7 separate regions of the Mus musculus genome follow, and all the other regions are linked to region 3. A link is a contact called in public promoter capture Hi-C data. All regions are on one chromosome and are shown on one strand. Each heading gives the region's core, a stretch centred on a gene start, on an enhancer-like site or on the middle of the called end of the contact. The rest is flanking DNA. Distances are from core to core; before and after follow the strand shown. Region 1 holds the start of Armc1 (armadillo repeat containing 1). Region 2 holds the start of Mtfr1 (mitochondrial fission regulator 1). Region 3 holds the start of Ect2 (ect2 oncogene). Region 4 holds the start of Pde7a (phosphodiesterase 7A). Region 5 holds the start of Hltf (helicase-like transcription factor). Region 6 holds the start of Ndufb5 (NADH:ubiquinone oxidoreductase subunit B5). Region 7 holds the start of Tbl1xr1 (transducin (beta)-like 1X-linked receptor 1).

The links. Promoter capture Hi-C pulls out the DNA fragments that hold promoters and counts their contacts.
Region 1: a promoter capture Hi-C map of pre-B cells shows a contact between it and region 3. The contact joins the promoter of Armc1 here to the promoter of Ect2 in region 3. A contact is called at or near these places in 2 of 39 promoter capture datasets (cranial neural crest and pre-B cells) and 1 of 484 Hi-C or Micro-C datasets (CD4 T cells).
Region 2: a promoter capture Hi-C map of pre-B cells shows a contact between it and region 3. The contact joins the promoter of Mtfr1 here to the promoter of Ect2 in region 3. A contact is called at or near these places in 3 of 39 promoter capture datasets (cranial neural crest, frontonasal cranial neural crest and pre-B cells) and 1 of 484 Hi-C or Micro-C datasets (pre-B cells).
Region 4: a promoter capture Hi-C map of pre-B cells shows a contact between it and region 3. The contact joins the promoter of Pde7a here to the promoter of Ect2 in region 3. A contact is called at or near these places in 3 of 39 promoter capture datasets (cranial neural crest, pre-B cells and second pharyngeal arch cranial neural crest).
Region 5: a promoter capture Hi-C map of pre-B cells shows a contact between it and region 3. The contact joins the promoter of Hltf here to the promoter of Ect2 in region 3. A contact is called at or near these places in 2 of 39 promoter capture datasets (cranial neural crest and pre-B cells) and 1 of 484 Hi-C or Micro-C datasets (B cells).
Region 6: a contact with region 3 is called in a promoter capture Hi-C map of pre-B cells. The contact joins the promoter of Ndufb5 here to the promoter of Ect2 in region 3. A contact is called at or near these places in 1 of 39 promoter capture datasets (pre-B cells) and 2 of 484 Hi-C or Micro-C datasets (CD4 T cells and embryonic stem cells).
Region 7: a contact with region 3 is called in a promoter capture Hi-C map of pre-B cells. The contact joins the promoter of Tbl1xr1 here to the promoter of Ect2 in region 3. A contact is called at or near these places in 2 of 39 promoter capture datasets (cranial neural crest and pre-B cells) and 1 of 484 Hi-C or Micro-C datasets (B cells).

What each region holds. Positions count from the first base shown.
Region 1 is chr3:19,161,786-19,164,872 of GRCm38.p6, forward strand. Armc1 (armadillo repeat containing 1) reads right to left here and starts at 1,310. Exons shown (of 7, transcript NM_028840.3): 1 at 1,125-1,310.
Region 2 is chr3:19,186,847-19,190,050 of GRCm38.p6, forward strand. It overlaps Mtfr1 (mitochondrial fission regulator 1), which reads left to right and starts at 1,264. Exons shown (of 8, transcript NM_026182.6): 1 at 1,264-1,442.
Region 3 is chr3:27,152,409-27,155,560 of GRCm38.p6, forward strand. It overlaps Ect2 (ect2 oncogene), which reads right to left and starts at 1,470. Exons shown (of 24, transcript NM_001177626.1): 1 at 1,295-1,470. It overlaps 1700125G22Rik (RIKEN cDNA 1700125G22 gene), which reads left to right and starts at 1,618. Exons shown (of 3, transcript NR_040548.1): 1 at 1,618-1,902; 2 at 2,332-2,523.
Region 4 is chr3:19,309,309-19,312,854 of GRCm38.p6, forward strand. Pde7a (phosphodiesterase 7A) reads right to left here and starts at 2,014. Exons shown (of 13, transcript NM_001122759.2): 1 at 1,556-2,014. The coding sequence starts at 1,693.
Region 5 is chr3:20,056,056-20,059,440 of GRCm38.p6, forward strand. It overlaps Hltf (helicase-like transcription factor), which reads left to right and starts at 1,756. Exons shown (of 25, transcript NM_009210.3): 1 at 1,756-1,952; 2 at 2,844-3,051. The coding sequence starts at 1,933.
Region 6 is chr3:32,735,631-32,738,854 of GRCm38.p6, forward strand. Ndufb5 (NADH:ubiquinone oxidoreductase subunit B5) reads left to right here and starts at 1,433. Exons shown (of 6, transcript NM_025316.2): 1 at 1,433-1,575. The coding sequence starts at 1,452. It overlaps Mrpl47 (mitochondrial ribosomal protein L47), which reads right to left and starts at 1,125. Exons shown (of 7, transcript NM_029017.2): 1 at 1,012-1,125. The coding sequence starts at 1,109.
Region 7 is chr3:22,075,369-22,078,690 of GRCm38.p6, forward strand. Tbl1xr1 (transducin (beta)-like 1X-linked receptor 1) reads left to right here and starts at 1,284. Exons shown (of 16, transcript NM_030732.3): 1 at 1,284-1,586.

The DNA.
Region 1 (3,087 bases), core at 60-2,559, 8.0 Mb before region 3:
AAAACTCTCAAGAGACACATTCATTTTCTGAAAAGGGAAACGTCGTGCAAATGACAAAAGCTTTGTTCTCATTTTTCTGTATCTCAGTCTGAGTAGAGGTCACAGTGCATAGGACGTATGCCTTTACTTTTTCTTCTCCTTACTTAGCTCTGGCTGACCTATGTAGTTGAGATGAGCCTGAAACTAGGAGGGATCTGCCTGCCAATAGCTACCAAAGCAGGGATTAAAGGCATACCATCACGACCCAAACTTATTTTCTCTTCCTTGGCTCTATGTTGACAAACAGAACCCTTCGCAAACTTTAAGGACACTGCGATCACCTAAGGGACCTTGCCAAAAGTAAGTTCAAGCTCAGTGGGTGTAAGTGGGTCTGGGAATCTGAGATGTCCAACCAGCTTCCAGATGAGGATGCCAACGGGCAAGAAGTCTTGAAGCACGGAGTTAGAGACACGCGAGACATCAGTGTCTGGGCAGATGTCAGAAAGGTATTCCTTTTCTTATAGCTAAGAATCACCACTTAGTTAATAGAAGTATTTAGCCCTCACGTGCTAAGAGCTGCTGCGGGCACACACTTATCCTAAATCCTTAATGATTAAGCCGGGTTGAAAAGCAACTACCACTATCAAACGCCGAGACCCGATCTGGCTTCTCCTTGCAATTATAACTGTAACTCTTTTGGAATTGAATTACCGTCTCCAAGCCTCAGTTTCTTCAGGTAGCAGTTTTGAGCGGGTAACAGGGTGGGAAAAAAAAAAGGCAAGACAGTAAAATGTCTGGCAAGTACCATGCAAGCACAGAACTAACCCAGTGGGAAACTTCTACTGCAAGCGCTGAGGAGACAGTATCACCAAAGGAGCAGCTAAGTGCACAAATGCCCACCACCTGTGTACACGAGTTTCTCTTGAATGGAGGCCTGCGCGCAGAGGCTCGCAGATTTACAGAAAGAACGCCGCGACATGGACACCCGCTACTCGTAGGGCGGGCTGGCTGGTCAGAAGGAAGAGGAGAGAAGAGCACGTCCGGAGCCGTCCGAGGCAGCCCGCGGGATGCCGGCAGGAGGCGGGCGCAGCGGCCGGCCCGCGCAGCAGCGGCCCCTCGGCCCCACCTCGGCCCCGGCTACGTACCCTCCAGAGCTCCGGGCGTCCGGAGCCTGCCGCAGCATCAGAGCCGCACCCACCACGGCGGACAACGGGCGGCGAAGACCCCGAGCCACGGCCCGACTCAAAGAACCACAGGGCTGAGTCGCTGGCGGCGGAGGAGCTGCAGGCTCCGCGGTGACCCTGTCACCTCTGCTGGCTTTATTATCCCATTGGCTGAAAATGAAGCAACGTGAGGAAGGACACCCAACCAGAGGCGGGATGTTCTCAAACCTAGTAGCTCATTGGTGAGCTAGACCGGACCTATGAGGACCCAGAACACTGAATTGGAACCAAGGGCTCGCCGTCCACGGAGTGCTAAACAAATTTACAGCCATCGTGGCTCCGCGACTACAATTCCCAGGGTTCCCGCGGCAGGAAGGGCTTCTGCTTCTGTGTGCAGACACGCGAACAGAATAGTTTATCTTCAGCAAGTCTTCCAGGTCTGATAAAACAACCTGTAACCCTTCATCCACGTCTGTGCGTCTTTACCCAGAATCTTCGGACGTTTTTTTGTAGTTTTTACTATGAACGTCGACACTGTTTGGCCTCTCTGGATTTCGTTCATTTCTTTTCAGTGCTGCTTTCTAGCAAAGCGAGGGATGCGAAGTGCTTTTGTTGGGTTGGCCTAAGTGATTTGACATTGAAAAGAATTTTGTCTTTTCTCTTGTCAGAGACTTGTGTTAAGAGAGTTCTCCAGTTCATCATGAAGTTTTGTTAATGCTGTTTTCTATTTATCAAAGTAAAGACATACTTGTTTTATCGATACTAGTTACCGAGGAGTTGCTCTAGGTACGTTTTATTTTCCAAAGTATTTCTGAAATTGTTATCCAAGTCTCGCAGGCTAATCTGAAAATAATACATCCATCCACACTCCTTTTTGATCTTCGTTTCTACAATCTTATTCTGACGTGTTGCTCATACATTAAAGTTACAGGGACTTTGTTGTTATTCTTGTTACAAGGAATTTGAAAGGGCTTTAATTTGGAAAGGATGTGGAAGACACCACACCGGACTGTATTCTACGCTATTATCTCCAATATTTTGTAAGTGAATTTATAAACCAGACCGCCACGGCGGAATCTGAGCACTAAGTAGGTAAAGGCTGAAGGCAGACCATTTCAAGTTCAAGCCCAGTTTAGGCTAACTAAAGCTTCACAGAAACCTTGACTTAAAAAGAAAAAAAAAGAAGAAGAAGAAGAAGAACAAAAGAGTCCATCTCTTGAGTTTCTTAATGTTCCCGTGCTCTTGGTTATCTTATTATTAAAACCCAAAATGAAAACAAGTCCAAAGTAAAGCTTGGTAGAAAACAAGAACAAGACTCTAAATAACCATCTCACCTACAGGCAAAAGCCAGTCTGTGTGCTTTATTCACAAAGCCAAGACAGGGATTAGTGGTAAGAGAACATTGAGCCTAAATTAAAAACAGTGAATGTAGAAAGCAGGAAAAAAAAAAAAAAAAAGTAAATATACTAAGTCCAAGGGGCATACCCAGTACAGCACAACCTATCTGGCTGAGTAAGTGAAGACTTGCCCAATATTCTAATAAAAGGTGACTCAGTAATCCAGAAAGGAAAATTCGCTGTTTTTGCTAATGTTAATCTGCCTATTAAGAAAAGACATATAGTATTTTCAGAATTAGTAAGTAATGACAGGTTATTTTGAGCCAGTCGGTGAAAATATGTCTTTACCTATTGAAAATTCACCATCTGAAATTTAATGTATTCACACTGATGCCATTAAAGCTCTGCAAAGTCTAAACTTTGTGCAAAATGCCATTACCAAGAAAAGATGGCTGAAGCTAAAAAGCAAAGGTAGCCTTAACAAAACATTAATTAGTGCTTCCTAAACTCCTGTGAATGGATTACAAGCCTCAGGGAAGTCTTTTAAGTCTTTATGGATTCACATTTCTAGTTTAAAAGTGTCTGAACTTGACACCTGTGAAGTTGTG
Region 2 (3,204 bases), core at 14-2,513, 8.0 Mb before region 3:
AAACATAGACAATCACATAGGCCTGTGTGGTGGCAGGCAGCTGAGAGTCACCTGTGGGTCACACAGCTGGTGACCAGGGATCCTGAGGCAACTAATAGCTTAGCAGTAAATCCTACAAGTATCATTGGAATGGTCGCCCTGGTGTGTGGTCCCTACCAGTTCACTTCAGCAGCTTTTGTCTTTTCATCAGCCTTCAGACCAAGCACCCCTCCCTGAACTGCTCTCTCAGGCTTCTCTCTCCCAGCCTTGGTCACAGCCTGTCAGGCCCTTTTGTACTTAAAACGTTATAACACTTGGTCACATATATTAATTAACCTTGTTTTGATCTCCCTGCCTTTTGGTAGGCTTACTCAGGGTGTGGTTCAAGGCTTAAAAAACAAACAAACAAACAAACAAACCCCACCAACTTTGTACTGTCATAATGGGCTCCCAACGAGCCGTTGCTGAGTAACTGAATTGAAGCTCTAGGTGAAATCCAAAGCAGTAGCCAGGAGGAATTTAGGCCATCCAGGGTAAGAACACCAGCGCTCCAATGAGAGGGTAAGAGAGAAGGCGAAGTAGCAACAGCTGCTGCCCACTTCCCACCTCAACTCTTCCACCCTCTTCCAGGTTGTTTTGGACATAGGCTGGTCTTCAACTCTGGATCCTCCAGCCTCCAACTTCAAACTACTCGTTTTACATAGCAGGAGCCGCCACGCCCAGGTAGGAGCGGCCTCTTGAATTACTGATAGGCTTTCCCTCCATATTCACGTTTTATCGCACCCACACACACCACCGTGCTGCTTATAGCTAACTTGACACAGACTGATCGTATTTTCATGACTAGGTTATCTGAAATCTAGAATAACCCTTCATTAAAAACTACGCACACCAATTAGGCAGACTTTGAGGCGGGGGAACTGAAGGCAGGAAAAGTCTTCACTCCCTCTGAGCCGCGCCTTCCACTCCTCCAGAACATACGTCCGGGATTTGAGGCCCGAAACAGATCGCCCTGGCAGACAAAGTCCCCACAGAGCGTGGGTTGAGAAGGGCTCGACACAGGCTAGGCTAGGCTAGGCTAAGGACCTAGCTCCTTTCAGCGGGCACACATTTGAGACTTCACTCGGAATGTGGGTATTCCTACACCCAAAAGGGGCGAAGTTTACCAACAAAAATAACAGGGGCAGAAGCACCCAAGACAAAGCGCGGCACACTAGCAAGCACACGCCCCTTACTGGGCACCGCGCGTGCGCACAGAGCCCGGGACAGGTAGCCGGCGTGGCCGGCGAGCAGACACGCCTTCCGCCGGCCTCTCCTGAGCCCGCCCCCGGGCCTCAGCGAGCCGTTCACTGGTCAGCCTAGGCCGGGCCAGGGGCGGGGATTGGCTGATTGGCATAAGGTCCTGGGACAGCCAATCTGGAAGGCTGAGCAGCTGCGAAGGTGAGGGCTGCTGCGCAGCCGAGGTGAGTGGGGCCCGGGACAGAAAAGCGGTTGGCGGGGTGGGGAATGGCTACCACCCGGAGCTGAACGGTGGCGGGAGGCCGTGTTGTGGACAAGGGAGGGGACGGGGCGCGGCGCGGGAGGCCGGCGAGCGGGAGGGAGGCCGCGGAAGCCCGGAGCAGAGAGCAGCCCTCCGGCTCGCCCGCGCCTGGCCTGCTGAGCTCCGCGGGCCGCCGGCCTGGCTCCCATCCCCCGCAGTCGGCGTTGTGCCCTCGCTGGATCCGGGCTGAACGGGGCGGCCCACGGCGTTCAGCCTGTTCTACCTGGACCTACTTTCCTGTCATTGTCGGCTGGCAGCTCTGAACTTTCTAAGCGTGCGCAGTTTGCGTGTAGCCAGACTACAGAAACTTTGAGATCTGAAGTCAAACTTAACCAAACCTTTCTTTCCGCCTGATGGTTTGTTTTGTGATTGGTCTGATGTAACCTCTTCTGGCTTAAACCTCGTTTTGTGCTTGAGGATGGTCAATAGAAGTTCGGATCCTACCCCCTCCACCTCCCAACTACAGGATTTAAAGCTTGCTTCACCACATCCGGAAAAGAATATTAAGGAGTATTTCATGATACTTGGTAATTTAGCGTTCACTTTTTTGTTTGGTTTGGTTTTGAGACAGAGTTGTCTTCCTTACTCTAGGCTGGGGTGGAATGCACTATGTAGATTAGGTTGAGCTGCCTAAAACCTCCTGCCTCAGTCACCACGCCCGATTCCAGTCACCTTTTCCTAGTGTATGTAGTTGTTTTACATTACAATGACTTAGTCAAGGAAGTTGTGACACTTACTATCTTGTTACATGAAAGTAAGTTGTGTCCACATATATTGATCACATATATTGTACATACACAAAAATCATTTAAAAGGTAAAAATTATTTTTAAAAAGAAGGTAATAGAAATGGGTTTGCGATTATATACAACCGAGTTTGACTATAAAATGCTTACGAGCTAAGAAAAGTCTCAGTCACGATGTGCAGCTAACTCTCTATCAACACCCTAATCTTTGAATTGAAATGCAAGTCTAGTAACTGAAGAGGAAACTTAAGGGTTCTTTAGAAACTGTGTTGTACGGTGTTCTGCTGGGCTAAACACGTGAAGGAACATGTAGCTGAAGTGGACCTAGGCGAAAGGATGTTCTACGAAAGCAAGCACGTGAAAGGACATGGGATTAAGATTTATTTGCTAATGACATGCATGTATTGGTCTTCGTAGTTGAGCTGCATTTGTCAGACTCTAGGGAGAGAAGTGCTCCATAATGGTGGTGTGTTGCAGTTTCTTGCTGCATCCGCAGATGCAGGGCTGATTGGCAGAGTGATGTCAGCTGAGATGGACACACATGCTCAAGACCTGTGAAGGACATGTGTTGTTTGGAGGGTATAAATAGGATTTGATGGACAGTGGAGGAGGATGAGCTAGGCTTGCTTATAGAGCTGGGTGTGCAATGTTTGTGGGTACCCTCTTGTGGCACACATGTATAACTCCAGCTCTAAGTGGCAGGAAGCTCTCTTCTGGTCTCTAACCATACATCCTTTTTGTTGTTTTTGGCTTTTAAGACAGGATCTATTGTATAGCCCTAGTTTTCATGGACCTTGCTGTGTAGAAAAGGCTTGCGTGGAATTCAGAGGGGTCTACCTTCCTCTCCCAAGTGCTGAGATGACTGGCGTGCTCCATCAATATACTATATATTGGCAAATACAAGTATATTGGCTAAATAAAACAAGTCTTAACAAATAAC
Region 3 (3,152 bases), core at 220-2,719:
CTTTACAATGCACCTTTAAGGATACTTTTAGTTTACATGATCCTCTTAAAAAAAAAAATCACCAAACAACTGACAATGTGTGGCCTAAAATTCCAGCACCCACAAAACAGAGGGAGGAGATACATAACTAAACCCTTTCTCACTACACCCCAAAACACTGGAAATGCTTAAATACACAGATCATTTATTACCAAAACAGCTCCATAATATACAGCAAAAGAGCTACACGCTACACTAGTGATACAACCAGCATCTAGCACCCAACATCACCGCAAACTTAAGTGCACCAGGTCACTTTCTTCCTTTTCACATATTCTACAGACCTTTTAAAAATAAACACAACGGAATCGTGATCATAAAAACAATCTATCTTTGACTCGGGATGTGACTCAGCTGCAGTCAGTGTGCATGAAGTCATCCGCGGGCACCTCAGAAACCAGGTAAGGTGAAAGTACACCTGTAATCCGAGCACCCAGAAGAGGGGGTAGAGGCAGACAGAGTTCCTTGTCACCCTAGGCTCCACAATTCAAGTCTATGCTGGGGTACCTGAGATCTTGTCTCACAAACACATGGATTCTTTTAAACAAATAGTCATTTCAGCTTTTCTTTTAAATAAACCTTTTTTTTTTCCATAAACACGTCACACCAGAGTAAGGAACCCAAACTACAATAGTGTATACGTTATTGATAACAGTGCAATTAGCGATTCTCATTTACTTAGAGCTCAATATTTTAGTCACTATCTTAAATCTTTCCCTTGCCACTTTTTAACGCTTGCAGCCATCCTAAAAGACAAATGTCACTGTCATATCCAGTTTGTGGCTAAGGAAGTTGCTCACACAGCGACTCCTAGCCGGGTCTAACTGAGGGAGCTAAGTTAACCGCTAACCACACACATCTGTGGCCAGGAAGGGGCGGGGCGGCCTGTGTTTTATATTTTTAAAAATTGAAAATCGGAATTCTACAGGAATTCCAGAGGGAAACCACAAAACAATCAAGGCAGCTCGGGGCTGCGGCGGGCGGGCGGGAGGCCAAAATCCCGGTCCCAACTGCGCCCTTCACCCTGAGGCGCCGGACAGAAGCAGAATAGATAGAGAGCCCAGCCTCCCGCAAGGAAGGGCCGGGACGAGAGCAGAGGGCAGGACAGGAGGCGGATGTGGGGAAGGAGGATGGAGGGGAGCGGGACAGACAGGTACGCAGCCGTGGGAGCTCACCGCGGCGGGGGCGCCGGCCTTGGTCGCCACGGCCCGTGCTCAGTTCCGGGTTCCCGAATCCCTTCCCGTCCCCCACTCACCCCGCAGTCCTCACCACGCTCAGAGATTTTAAAAAGGAACCACGACGGCGCAGTCCTCGCTTATCCTTCTCAAACACTAAGTCTCCCCCTCACAGGCGCCGCCATGGCTCGAGAGAGGCTGCCGCCTCCGATTCAAAAAAATCCAGTCGCTCTCTCTAAGAGCCATGCTGATTGGCGCGCTCTGTCAACCTCCTTTTGATAGGCTGGAACCTCGGGCGGACTGCCGATTGGTCAATCCCAACGTCTGCCTTCGGGAGGCGCCGGCTGATTGGTTGTGAGTGTGTTTCAAATCCGGTAAACGGCTGGAGCGTGCGAACGTCGGCGGAGTGCCCGGATGTGGGCTTGAGGAGGCGTGGCTCTGCAGCGCCTCTGGATGCAGCAGGTGTTTCTGTGGTTACCGCTTGTTTACTCCGTAAACAGCCCAGTTCCTGATGAACGGTCTCTCTGCCATCACCTCCAACTTCAAGAAAAAGTACCAAGCACCGCAAACCGATCCGCTCTTACTACTAACCAGATTTTATTTTTGAAGACAAGCTTGCATCTGAGTAATTAATATAAAAAAGTGTATAAGGAGATTTTAGAATCTCCTGAAGCAAAACTGCTTCTGGGTGGGTTGCTCCCTCCCCACCCCAACTCCCAGCTTAGGAATGTTAGTGACTGTGCTTGGAAGTCTAGAAAAGAAGGGATTGTTTTACCCCTGGGATCAGTATTGCTATTTTGAAATTTGTTTCTAGATGGAATGTTCTATAATACAGTCGCCTAGGCATACACTTCTAGCTGGGTGTGGTCTCAAAGCCTGTACTAAGGAGGACAAGACCAGCCTAGGCTATAGGAGACCAGGACTCAAAACAATTATTTTTCACTTTCAAAACCTTACCAAGTGTTTGGATCGGTTGCTAGGCCCCAAATCTCATTAAGAGGTTTTTAAAGCACTTTTGAAATTTAGATTGATAAATTTTATGTGTCTTTTTGCCTATACATATTATTTTTTCCTGAACGTATGTGCATTTGTGAGTGCCTGCTGTCCTTGGACATAGGAGGAGGCCAGATCCCCAGAGACTGGAATTACAGAGAATGATGAACCACCAGGTGGGTGCTGGAAATCAAACTCACGGCCTATGTGTGAGAAACAAACGCTTTAAACCACTGAGCCAACTCACTTTAAGCCCAAAATCTACTTTAAAACCAAAAGAACTTCTTGACAGCCTAAGCAGTTCGACAAGTCTACGGTGAGTTCATAGAATGAGTAAAACAATCTATAGTTTTGTCTGTCTGGTTGGTTGGTTTTTAGGGTTTTTTGCCTACCAGTATCTATGGCCTGCCAATCACTAGAATTCCGCACTAGCCTTTGGAGTGGAAGAAAGGAAAAATCGGCCTGGACCTTGCCCAGAGAAGTGTGCTTGCAATTTAAACTGGGGTGTGTCTGGCATTCCAAGCATTCTCCTCACTAAAGTAGAAGGCAGCCGCCTCCTTTGTGCCCTGCCCGAGGAGAGCTAGCTTCCCAGTCTGTTGGGTGAGAGTGTAGGATTGCAGTGCAGGAAGGCTAGCTTAGCCTCTTACAGCGAGGGCAGCCCTTTGGTGAGAAATGAACAAGAGATACTATCTTCACCTGCAGGTTGTTATTTACTCGGCAAATCTGTATTAAGTGTAAGAAAGTATTTGCTTGGGGGAAAGCATGAATAAGGGATAGACACAGCCTGTCAGAGTTGGGGGCTGGGAGGAATGATGTAATCCCATCACCACAGAGAGGGGAGCTACAGTTCAAGGTCATTCTAGGGTGCATACCAACTTCCAGGCCAGCCCAGGCTCTGTGAGGCCCAGACATCTTTAGACATAAAAATATAAAGAAAGTCAGATA
Region 4 (3,546 bases), core at 764-3,263, 7.8 Mb before region 3:
TTCATAACTTTAGATAAAGTGTGCCTTACTATTTATATGTAAGTGAAAGTGGGTGTTCGTCATGTCTGCTGATCTCAGGAAGAAAACAGTATTTAGAAATGAAAGTTACTTCCATTAAAGACCTTTAATTACTATTATTGAAAACCTTCTCCTGAGTGCTTTAATATATTTTGATATTATTCTGGAACTTTAAAACGTGTTAAGCAATAATAAAAAATACAGTTCACAAACTACACTTCAAAGTAACAAAAGTATTATTTGAAATTCCACTTAGTATTTTACACTGAATTCTTTAGCATACTACCTTGTATCAGAAGAGTCTGACCTTAAATAAAGAAGAACTCTTTGAAAGGAAACTCACACAGAACCTCCTGCTCTATCTTGCAGGCCAAAAAGGAAAAAGAAAAAAAGGCAAATGACAAATAGAATTTACTGGCGATCTACTATAAGCAAAATCTCTAAAAGATGCTGTCCATTCTAACTGTCTTTAAAATTTCCTTTCTTATAATACAATATAATTGAAGGGAGAAACAGTGTGCTATAAAGGGTAAAGAAATACTAAGCAATAGAAAAAAATAAGAATACTTTATTTTACGAAATGAATACGGGACCTAGGGCAATGGCTCAGGCCTGGTACTTGGAAGTCTGAAGCAGGAAGATCATGAGTTAAAGGCAAGACTGAACAATTTAGAAAGGCCCTGCCATAAACAAGCACACAAATAAACGAATGAATGGATGGATGGATGGATGGATGAATGGCTGAGGCTCACTGATTGGAGTCTAGACCAGCAAATGTAAGCACACTCCTCCAGTACCCGTCCCAAAAGTAATCTCATAAACACAGAACTTCTGGCAGCAGGCAATGAGGGCACCAGGTTCATATGTAAACAAAGTAAAATTCTTCCTCTTTATTCTAAATCTGGCAACCAAATTTAACCCAACTAAAGAGCTGAGCCAAGGACGTCACAGAAAAAAATTTTTTTTTTTTTAATGTTCAACAGCAACTGGTGTTGGGCCATCGGAAACAAAGTCCTTTGTGAATGCTCATCAGTGGTTTCTGAACTAAAGCCGCCTTTATCAAGCGAGAAAACTGATTGGAAACCATCAACTTTGCACACTAGTTCCTGACACCTAGGCCCCTTCCCTACAAAGCAGCAGTTCGCAGTTCGGGTGAGGACCACAATGGGACCACTAGGCCTATTGTTCTGAGAAACTCAGCACCCGCAGCGCTGCAAGGCTCGAGAACCTGCACAGGTGTGGGGGAGGGCTAGGGGGTGGGGGGCGAAAAGGTGAGCTCAGGGTCATGACTAAGGGGACAAGAGGCCCAACTGGTAGGAGACACAGAGAAAGGAGGGGAGGATAAAGTCATGGCTTGGGGCTACCAGCGGGCGTGACGGGTTAGCCGCGGCGAGGGTCGCAGAGGCCAGGGGCACCGAGCACAGCCGAGGGTGAAAGACTCCGGGAAGGGGAGGCCAGCCTACCGAGGCGGGAACAATGGCCCGAGTCCCTCCAGAAGACAAAAGCACCGAGCTGCGGGCCCCGGGGCGGCGGTTACCTGCGAGAGCTGCCGGGGATGCGGGCAGCCGAAGAGCGCGGAGCTGGAGCTGAAGCTGATGGCTCCTCGGCGGCTGAGGACGTGCTGGGGGACCGGCCTGTCCAGGGGCAGCACCGGCAGCTGGTAGCATACTTCCATTGAACACGTCCGCCTTGGATCCGCGCGGCGCCCGCCAGTCCGCGGTCGCCCGCCCCTGCGCTACGAGGGGGCCGCGCCGCGGGGACCCGGGGCCGAGGCGCGCGCGGGGCGGGCGGCGCTAGTGGCCGCCGACGCCTCCCGGCCCTCCGCGCGGCTGGCGGCGGGAAGGGCTGCAGCGGGCTCGGGAAGCCGGGCGGGCGGCGTTAAAGGGGAACCCGCCGCCCAGGCGCTCCGCGGCGCGAGAGCTGGCCCGGGCCGCGAGCACGGGCGCGGAGCGTAGAGCAGTTCGGCCGCCGGAGCCCTGCCCCCTCCCCTCCCCCGAGCCTCACTCCGCTCCGCCGCCGGCGCGAGCCCGGCGTAATTCACACTTTGCAGCAGCGGACCCTGCGCCAACCACGGCCGCCGCCACCGTGACGTCACGACGCCGCGCCGCATGCCCCGCGCCCCGCGCCGCCGCCGCGCCCAGGAGCCCGCCGGCTGTCCGGACAGGGCTGCTCGCGTCCGCTGCGCTAGGCGCCGCGCCGCGCCGCGCCGCGCCCCGCGCCCCCCCGGCCCCTCCCGCCTCCCCGCAGCTCCCTCCCCGCAACCCGCGGCGCGTGCGCAGGAGAGTTACGTGGGGCATCCTCGGGCGCACCGACCCGGAGTTTGTTCGGCCTACCGGATCGGCGCTGTTTCGTCCGACAGATCCAAAATGCCCAGAGCACCGGGCGCCCTCTCCGTGCTCCGCCCGTCGGGGCACCGCGCGCGTCCCCTGTGGAATTCCCGTACTAGGGCGTCGCGGGAGGCCGCTGCGGCGGTGACGCCAGCAGATCTCGGGGGCTCAGTGCTCCCGCTATGTCACCGTCCGTGCCCTACCTAGGCAAGGTTCCAGTGGCTTCCCTTGGCAAGTGAGGCCCCAGACTTTCGGGGCCTGCAGAGCAGAAAAAGACCAAAAACTCCCGAGCGAGAAGGAGGGTCTTTGGATGGAGAAAAGTGAAATTCTGCAACCAAGAAAATGAGAAATGACGATATTGGGAAGACAAAGATGACAAAGAGACCAAAAGTTCCCCTAGCCAACCATCGCCCTTCTTTGTTAGTGTTTGCTGGCTAGGATGTAAGAGAGCTTTTCACCTGTTTTGGTAAGGTGAGGATATAATTTGCTTGTTCTTTTAAGTTTCTGCCCCAAACTGCCAAAGCTTTTCTGCAGGAGCCGACTGTTTCTGATGCTTTGAGCATCAGATACTTTTAGCATGAACGAGCTCCACACCCCCACCCCCACCCCCGCCCCCTGGCAAAATAGATTTGGATCATTTCTCAGGGCATCTAGTCTCCCAGTTATTTAAGATTGGCAAGGTGGCAGGTCTTAGAAGAAGTACAGTGCTGAGCCTGGGCTTAATGATGCTATAAATTGAGTACCGAGTGTACATGATCAGATAAACGGACAAAGGTGGAAGGTGTATTCTTTTATTATTTAAACCTCGTGCCCCTGTGTATTTTCTACATGCCAGGTCTTCATCATGTTTTACGATCCGTTCTGTGTCATGGAATTTGCCTTCACTAGATGAAGAAGCACTAATGAGATTCTTTTAGTGCAGCAACTGATCTCACTGCTTTTGAAATCCTAATTAGTCCCTGTAGTAGATGTGTTAAGCATCTCACTTGGGATTACACCGAGCACTGTGGGCCACTTAGTCTTCAGAAAGTCGTTTATCAGCTGACTAAATTGGAAGTAGATTCCTAGAAACAAACTTGCCCTACACCTAGGACAGATAAATCTCAAGAACTAACCTCAAGTGATATGTACGGACATGGTGGTACAAACCTGTAATCGCTGCCTTTGGAAAGCTAGGGCAACACGATGAAGAGTTGAGAGT
Region 5 (3,385 bases), core at 506-3,005, 7.1 Mb before region 3:
TGTTTAACATGCACAAAAATCCCAGGGAAGATGATGCGCCATCAAATGAATCTTCTGTAAGGCTGATTAACTGAGCTACAATGATTGTGCAGCATTTCAAATGCTGCAAACCCAGAGCCAAATTTTCTTAGGCCATCTCTAGCCTTCTTAATTGCTACTTATTGTCCTCCTCTGCACTTAACATGTTTCTGTGACCACAGGGTAAATCATTTGGAATGTACATACAGTGCTACCACTCAGCAAACTAAACAGCTAAGGATAATGTCAGTATCTTAGGTCTCTAATAAAGGTTCCCTGTAATACTCTTTCCCACCTACCTAATGGTCACACCAAATATATTTGGAAAGTATCTTGATTTATGACTTTCTTTGTCCTGTTAGTATAAAAGCTTCATGAAATGGCTTCAATTGAAACATAGCACTTGGGGTGGCCTAATTCTGTGTTCCCAGGCCAATGACTGATATTTGCCTCCAGCATAAATTGTCTCTTAATACTGTTAAAGTTAGTTTTCTTGTTTTTGCTTCTCTCTCTCTCCTTTCTTTTTATCATAGCATTCCCTAGGGTGCCATTCCAGCAGACAATCCTCAAATGGTCACATTTTACTTTTAGTTCACAGATCATCAATATTTAAGACAATGAACATGTGCCTCTTAAAACATCTTACTGACCACCTTTCATCCTCTGCTGATGGAAGCATAAAATGGACCACTCTAGGAAGGATGACTTCCAGTGTTTAAAATGTTTACAAACACATCTAGACATTCCGATGGTTTACAGCACACCCTATTATGTTTGGCTGGGCAATACCTTTAGCTTCCTACTGTTGGTGCAGCAGAAGATGCAGCAGTTAATGGCTGCTTCATCAAAAGTAGTTTTATGGTCTTTCAAGATGCTGGAATTACCTTTACCTTGCCTGATACTGTTGCATACAAAACTCCAAAGTGAAATGTCCCTTTAGATTATAAAGTATAAACATATAAACTTTATATGCCCCAGTACAGGGGAACGCCAGGGCCAAAAAGGGGGAGTGGGTGGGTATGGGGGACTTTTGGGATAGCATTGGAAATGTAAACGAGTAAATACCTAATTAAAAAAAAAAAGAGAGAAAAAAAAAGTTTCTTTATAGTGCCTCCTTCATTTTCCTAAGAAAACACACGTAGCCCCAGCCACCACCTCGGACCTTACAACTAATGTTGGACCAGTCTGCCTTTTTCAGCAAGAGCTATAAGGTTGTATTACTTTATGGCTTTCTTCTACCAAGGGAAAAAAATTTCTTTAAACACAATAAAAGCGAGATGGGAGAAGGAAATTCGTAAGTTCTCATTCAGATTTCCAGAACTCAGGGTCTCGCATACACGGAGGTCGCTAAGAATAAATAGAGTCAGGGCTCAGCAGAGGAAATGCAGGTATCCCACCCAGGGCTCCTACTGGAGTAGGCCCTGTTAGGCATTCCATCAGATAGGGAGCGTCTGACCTATGGGGACATCCTTGAGGAGTTAGGGCAGTGGCTAGAAGACCTCTTTCCCCCTAGTCCGTCAGAACCTTGAGCCCTGTGGCTCACTCAAGAAGCCTCGATGTTTTACCGTGCAAGGCGTCTCGGACTGCGGAAGAACCAGGTAGAACCCGGACGCGCCGCACTGCCTTTGAATCGCAGCACTGGGCGGAGCTCCCCACCCTCTTGTATTGTGATTGGTTGGTCTTCGTAGACTCTTCCTTTGGATTGGGCCCTGGCGGTGCCGATCGCAGAACGTCACCGGTTTCTCAGACTGTTGCAGGAAGGAGTGGTGTGGACACGTCTCACCGGGCGGACGCGGCCTGGCGGTTCTGATTTGGATTCCGGCGCCTGGGCCACGACGCCTTGAGGAGCTTTATCAGGCTGTCTGGGAAGATCTGGGGAGCCCAGGGCATCCCGAAGTCACCCCGCCCCGCGCCATGTCCTATACGTTCACGAGGTGAAGGGCTGAGGGGGGCTGGGCGTGAGGCCAATTGCTCTGCGCTCTATTCTAGTGAAGGTGCGCGCCCGGGCGCTTTATAGGTGCAGTTTGCATCCCTTCTGCGGGTCGCTTGCCGGTGTTGCTCCTGGAGGCACCAATGCATTGTCGCGGCTGACCAGAGTGGCTGCGACCTCGGAGAATCTGCGTCAAGGGCTTGGCGGGGGGGGGGGGGGGGGGTGGCGGGGGGGGTGGAAGCGGGGGGTGATTTATTCACCAATGTTATCCCACTGTTCGCTAGGCATTGTTATGGTAACAGCTTCCAACTTGTATTTCCCGGCACTATGCAAAAGCGCACTAAAGCATATTTGCAGAGGAGCTGAGAGGGAAACTCGCGACTTGATAGCCCCGTGTGTTTTTAGGAGAACTACATCTTCTAGGAGGCTTCCAGCAAACACCTCTTTTCATCATCTACTGTGGTTTTCATGCCCATTTTTGCAACAATTATCCCTATCCTTTAAAATAATGGGGCTTCAAGGTCAGTTCTCTATAGTGTCACAATTTAGATGCTCGATTTAAAATGTGTTCTGTTCCAAAGGAGTTAAAGCAGAGGATGCTGTGGATGCATTTATGTTAAAATTTAAAGTTATTTTCATAGCGGGCAGTGGTAGCCAAGTACCTGGGAGGGAGAGGCAGGTGGATCTCTGAGTTTGAGGCCAGCCTGGTCTACTGAGCGAGTAGGACAGCCAAGGCTACACAGAGAAACCCAGTTTCAGAAAAGGAAAGAGAAGAGGGGAAGGGGTTAGGGGACCAGGACAGCCAGGGCTATACAGAGAAACTCTGTCTCGAAAAACCAAAAAAAGAAAAACAAGTCCTGTTTTGTTTTTGGTTTTTTGTTTTGTTTTAAAACAGGGGTCCTGTTTGGAAGTATTCGCAGTCTGTCCAGTATGGATCACACGAAAATATTCCAAGACTTTCATACTCAACTTTCTTGCCACATTTTGAATTCCAAGACATTATTCCTCCAGATGACTTCCTAACGAGTGATGAAGAGCAAGATTTGGTTTTATTTGGAACTATGAGAGGACAAGTTGTTGGACTACGCTATTACACAGGAGTTGTAAGTAAAAGATTAGATAATAAAATTATGGTATGTTTATGGTTTTAACAGTAAGTTATAGTAAAAGGTGATGTATACAATGAATGTTTTACTTTGAATGAAAGGCTAGTCATAAATACCTTGACTAACTGATTAACTTCTTACTTTTCTCCTATGCTTATAGTTTATAAAGCACTTTTGCCCACACATTTGGTCCTTGTGATTACTGAGGAACGTGGTAAATTTAAGAAATGACTTCAAATCCATCATGTTTTGCATTAGGTTATTCATTTTTGTAGTAAAAACAGTCCTTGTTCTTTCTTATGTATTCCTGTTCTCTGAAATGAATGTATGT
Region 6 (3,224 bases), core at 183-2,682, 5.6 Mb after region 3:
CAGGGTCATACTTAGTAAGGCAATGTCCTTGGGTCTATGATTGAATTTTGACCTCTGTCCAACAGTGCAGAAAAAGAGCATAAATCCAGGGATCTTGAAAAATGTGACAACTGTCAATGACTGGCTACTATGGGTTAAGGGTATATTTTGACTATTACTCTAATAATGTTTCTGTTGTCCTGGGGAAATGATGGAAAATCAAGTGTATACCTGCAACATTAAAAAAGAAACGGCAATGTGTTCTATGAATGCATAACTGGTTTTACTGTCTTCAAAATATTTTGCCTCTTTTCTGAGTGATAGGTATTCATTTTTTACAAAACACACACACACACACACACACACACACATACTGAAATAATTTCATTAACAAATTTAAGGTTTATGTATCTGAATGTTTTCCCTGCATATATGTGCACCATGTGTGTGCCTGATACCGTCAGAGGTCAAGGAAGGCATCAGATCAAGATAATGGAAGACGAAATCATTTATTCAAGTTTGCCACCCTGATCAAATTACAACTCTGCAAGGTTTTAAAAAGCTAATTTGCAAAGTTAGTGTAATAATATAGAAGAGACTGCTTCCTTCAATTAATCTGCTCTCTACTATTTCTAAAACTCGGCTCCCTGTTGGCAAGTGTCAGTGAAGAGTAAGCTGTCATTCTCACACTCGCAGACGCAGCTTCTGTTGCCGTAGCTACGCTCATCACTTAACATCTGCCGGACAATCTGTGTACAAAGACGCCGAGGGAAGCCTTCCGTTCACAGCTCAGGACTCCTCGGAAACCTCCCTCCCAACCGACCCAGCCCCAGGACACTGCGAGTCCGAGGAAGCACCGAGCAGCGGATGCTCCCACCGCCCGCGGCGACAGAACGCAGGAGGACTAGTGCGCCAGGATAGGCGACTGCAAGGTCACGCTCTCTGCCTCCGCGGTGGCCTGTCTAGAGCTCTGTTGCATCCTGCAAGAAGCGCCCAAAGGCGGAGGCAGTCATTTCTTCTCTCACCACTTACCCCGAGTGAGCAGCGTCCTTGGGATTTACTAGGGAACAAGCTGCCTTCAGGAACGCTGAGGCTCTTCTACAAATACCCACTAGACTGGTCGCAGCCATGTTTCTAATGGAGACCCACAGTGTCGGTGTCCACGAGGTCACTTCCGCTGGCGGCGTGAGGCAAGTGAAGCAAACAGGAACAGGCTTTGCCCTTACTAAACATGGCCGCTCCCACGGCTCTCGCTTCAATCTCCCAAGTCTGCCATAGAGTTTACAGGGCTCTCTTTGGGCGCCCCACCTACAATGTCGTCACTTTTGTCCGCCAGCGCCTGCCTGTGAAGCTCGCAGGAACGGGCCGCTGCCCTCACTCAATATGGCCTCCTCTAGCGTTCGCCCTCACTGGTGGATTGTCCCTCCCGGCTCCCTTAGCCCTCCCCACTTCCTTCCGTGGCCGGTGTAGCCATGGCGGCCATGAGCCTGCTGCAGCGGGCTTCGGTCTCCGCGCTGACAGCGCTGTCTTGCCGCCGCGCTGGTCCTAGACTCGGAGTCGGAAGTTTTCTCACGCGGAGCTTTCCGAAGACTGTCGGTGGGTGGCGGCCTCGGAGACGCGGGTGAGAGGTGGGAGGGCTGTTTCCAGGTGACCTTGGGGACCTCCGAGGGAGAGAGCGGGGACAAAGTCGGCCTGGGGCTCTCGTGTGAAGAGCTGCTGCAGATCGGATGGCCTTGTTTAAGCTCAGCGTTTGCGAAGCGCCTTGCCACGCCATGCTGGGCGCTGCTCCCTCGCTGCCAGGCTAGGCAGGCATGGAGCTGCTGCCCGCGTCTCCAAGGGCAACTGCACACACTTCGTTGTTGAGACAGGGTCTCGGGGATCCGAGGCTGCACTTGTCCCGGCTCCCGAGGGCTGGGATTGCAGGCTTGCACTGCGTCGCTGGGCTCAGGGCAGAATCAGGGTGCGTGGCACCTGCAGCTGGTTCCAACCCGCAGATAGGAAGTTGCTGAGAAGCGCACTGAAGTGAAGGCTGTCATGGTGTTCCTAGGCACGAGTGTAAAAAGGCTCCAGGTGACAGGCCCGTTAGGCACGGTAATAACTGTGTCCGTGGACCTCACAACATCATAGAAGGCCACGAAAATATTTTATGTTTGTTTTTTTTTTTAAAAGACTAGTGCGAGTGAATGTGTAAAGTTGGGTTCAGCCCAGATTGTATCTGCTGTATGTTAATGCAGTCATGCTTTTCATATGACCTGCGGGTCGCGACCCCTTCATAGGGGTCACCTAAGACCGTAGGAAAACACAGATGTTCACATTGTGACCCATAACAGTAGCAAGATTACAGTTATGGAGTAGCAGTGAAAATAATTTTATAGTTGGAGGTCACAACACAAAGAACTGCATTAAAGGGTTGCAGCATTAGGAAGGTTGAGAACCACTGTTCTCTTAGAAAGGAGCCTAAGAGGGGTAAAGAGCTCAGGTCTCAGGACAGTCATAGAGAGGGCCTTGGTTAGAGATATACAATTTGCCTTGTCTAATATAGAGAAAGACACACACACAAATTGCCCTAAAGCCTATTATATTGAGGCAGTATGCATAGGGACCTTCTGGAACATGCTGGAAAGGATCAGTGCATTTAAAATACCCAGCAGGAATTTACACTGAAGGCAGACTCCATGTGCTGACACTTCTTGGTCATATCCTTTTGACATCACTTTTTTATTGTAAATATCCTCAGATACACAAGTAGAGATCCCTTGAACCCTTCCCCAGAAGTGCTGACTGTAGTCTAGCTGAGCTGAGCTGAGACTCCGTGGTCCCTCTCTTCCTGGACTATTTCTCACTCCTGCAGTTCCGAGAGAACCACGGGGAGCCGATGTCCTGTCCAGAGAGAACAGGGAGGGCCTACTCGAGGCTGTTCCAAGAGCGACTGTTTGACTGTCGCAGCTTTCACTGGCTTATGAGTCTGCCATTGCTCCCTGAAGGTTTTCCTCTCTTCCACCAGTTCCTTGGGCAGCCCAACAAGATGGCTAGGCCCCTCTCCCATCTTCTTTTTCTGGAGCTGGGCTGCCGAGATTCAAATCTTGGCTGCAGAATTTAAGAGCTCTATGACCTTGAGTCAACGCCTACTGGGAGCTAAAGTGGAAGGCACTTGGTCATGATCTTCATTTCCTTTTCCGGAAGATGACCATCTGATTGACGGAGATACCTTACAGAGTAGTTGTGAAGCCCTTTGAGTAGGAGAC
Region 7 (3,322 bases), core at 34-2,533, 5.1 Mb before region 3:
AAACTAGAACCTTTCACCAAAGAAGGTTGCAAAGTATTTTTAAAGATAGTAACAAAAAAGCAGAGTTTCAAGATATATGCTAGAATTAAAAGGAAGGGTGCCTCTTACAGCCCAGGTTTCTGAAAGGCTCAGGAAGGTCACCGCAGTATTTTAAAAATCCTCGGCGCTCCGGCAGCCACATTTTGACATTATTGGGCAGCCAAACTGTACTTCAGAAACCGCCTTCACGTGCCAGACGCATGCAGAAAGTAGATAATATAAACTCCCGTGGATATCACACCGCGGTGCACACTTAGTGAACATTCATTCTGTCTATGGCTTTATTTTCGCGCAATGAGAACTGATCCATCAAACCTTCCCAAAAGACCCGCAGACAAGTCGCACATTTGGGCGCACAACTTCAATTTCAGCTTTGCGTTTTCACCAAACCCCTCTCGCCGTGCGCGCTGCGCGTCTCCCCACGCGCGGTGCTCCGGGTCCCATCCTAGAACTCGCTCACGGCAGGCGAAGCACCTTTCCAGGTACGCTCCGGAGCGGGCGTGTTTACGCGCATCCAAGTGTGCGGCACTTTGAACGCGGAGTCCATGTGGAGCCCGCGCCGAGCTCCCGCAGCTGCCGGCCGCCTCCGGGGATCGGAGCGGCCGCGGCTCGCGGGATTGCTGCGGGCGAAGGGACTCAAGCGCCACCCAGGCAGCGGGACAGCCCCGGCTGCGGGCTCTGGAACGAATGCGCGGCGAGCCCAGCCCCCAGCGCCGCGAGCGAGCGAGGGAGGCTGGGTGGAGGGAGAGCGGAGCGAGTGAGGAAGCCGAGTGTGGAACGGCTCGTCGGCCGCCACCCCCACCGCCACCGCCGCGCTGCCTCCACCGCGGCCCCGCCCCTCCGCCGCGCCCCTCCCCCACTCCGGCGCTCCTCCCTCTAAGTTCCCCCTCCCAGGTCCCCCTCCCCGTCGAGGTTCCCCTCCCCCTCCCAGGCTCAGGCTCCCTTCCCCCTCGCCTCTCCTTCTCGGGGCTCCCTTCCCCCTCCACAACCCGTTTCCCCACTCCTCCTCCAGGCTCCCCTCCCCCGCCCAGCTCTCCTTCTCTTCCACCACCCGGCTCCGCTCCCCTCCCCCTCCCGGGTCCTCCTCACTTCCTCCCCTCCCCCTCCGGGCGCGCCCCACCCCTCCGCTCCCCTCGTCTCCCCTCCCCCTCCTCGGGTCCTCCTCCCCTCCCCCTCCACCCCCTCCCCCTCTACCCCTCCCCCTCCTCGCTCCCTGTTCCCTCCTCCCTCCCCGCGCGCCGGGCGCAGGCCGCTCGGGTTTGTTTTGCTGCGCGGCCGTCGCCGCCGCGGGCCCGGAGCTCATTTGTGCCTGGCTGGTCCCCGCGCTCCCCGGTGCCGAGCCGGAGCCGTTGGCCGCTCGCGCGCTTGGCTCTCTCCCTTAGTAACAGCTCCCCTCCTGCCTCGGTGCTGCGCCCTGCCCCCGCGCCCCTCCCCCGCCGGACCCGCTGCCCGGCTGTCAGCGCCCGCACCCCAGGGCGCCTCGGGGTGCCGACGGCGGCCAGGAGGGGAGCGCCGCGCGTCCTGGAGGGGACAGCGTCGCCAAGCAGGTGAGCGCGGGCCCGGGGCTGCGGGCGCCGCGAACTTGGCCTGGGCGCGGGGGAGGGGCGGCTGCGCTCACGTGCTGCCCCCCCGGGTCGGGGTGGCTGCGGGAGGCACTGGGCCCAGGCGAGCGGGCTTGGGGGCGCAGGCTGGATGCGGGGCCGCAGCCGCCCTGTGCTCACATAGCGGGGGAGCGGCCAGGGCTCAGGATGGGTGCTGGTCCGCGCTCGGGCGCGCGGGCTGCAGTCGCCCGGTCGCGCACCCCTCGGGCTGTGGCGCGCGGAGACCCCGGGCGGCGGCGGGGACCGCGGGCGGCTGTTGGGGCGCGGGCGGGGGAGGGGCGCGGCCGGGCCTCGCTCACTCAGGACGCGAGTGTGGGCACCTTGTGCCTGTGGCCTCCCCACGAGGAGGCCCTGGCCACAGCCTCGGTAAAGTTGGGTCAGAAGTGTATACAGTTGGCAAACTTATTGCCAGCTTCCTGGTAAGTTTCGGGGTGGCACACAAGTCACATTATCTTCTGACAGTATAGAGCCACGTTGTGAGTGTTTGCTGGGTGACTTCCTCTTTGCAACCGATGTCTTTTTTTTTTTTTTTTTTTTTTTTTTGGAACAGGGGCTGACTTTCATTTAAGTGTAATTCCACGTTGAAAGGCAGCTCGAGGCGAATCATGCATGTGTTAGAGTGTTCGGTAATTTTGGAAGTTCTCAATTTGGATTAAATTTAGGTTGTGAAAATGGTCTGTTCTGTGTAACATTTGGGTTGGGTGGCTTTTAAGAAACGCTCTCTTTGTTAGGTTACCCAACACTGAAAATAATTTGGTGATCACACAGAAGAGTTGGAACATAGCTAAACATTACATTTCTTTAACAGTCTGGAGTTTTCTTAAAACCTTGGTTGGACTTTATCGGCCCCAGGGTGAAGGGTTATATGCCATTTACAGTTAATTAGGGAAGTTTACTGTTGGCTTTCTTGTTTTTCCATATAAGAACCTTATGCTGGTCTAAACATGTTAATAAAGTACGGTGGATGAAATGATGTGTTATTTCTAGTTTGAATCTTGAGATTGAAAGCCCCCCATCAGTGTAAAACAATACAAGGCCATGTCTTACTGATTTAACTTAGCTAAAGTGCTTTGCAGTATCTTGGTGGCCCATTGAAGGTAGTAAATGAGTTTTGGGTTTCCCTGTGTGATTCACGTTCAGTTTTGTTAAATAAGACCCATGCTTATTGGAGCACTTCAGTAATCCTGACTTCCTGGGACTGTATGTTCTCGCCACTTTAATAAGTTTATAGTCTGGGGAAGTAGGGCATCTTTATCTGCACAAAAACACTGTGTATCAGTTGGATTGAATCGTGGGAGTTAATGGCAAACTTCCCAAATTATCACTGAGAGTTCTAGAAACAGTTGGCATTTAGCTATGGGGGAGGGGCGGTAGGTCGCCAGCCTGCCTGAAAGGGGTTGGGCAGGTCCTGTGTGCCCTTCGTGTCTAAATGGAGGCTTCTCTGCTGCTTTGACTATTTCTCTCTTAGTTTTGCTGCCCTGCATGGGATGAAGTCTGTAATCGCAAACACTAAACACTCAAATTACTTGTCTTACCTTTAGTTTGTAAACTCAGATCTCTAGAATTTAGGACGAACACGCCAACCCTGTGAGGAAAGAAAATATGTGTAAAAAAAGCTAAGCAACTTCATTAACTTGTTAACGTCTTCAGAATTCTTGCAGTTGACCCTGTCTTTGAAGCAC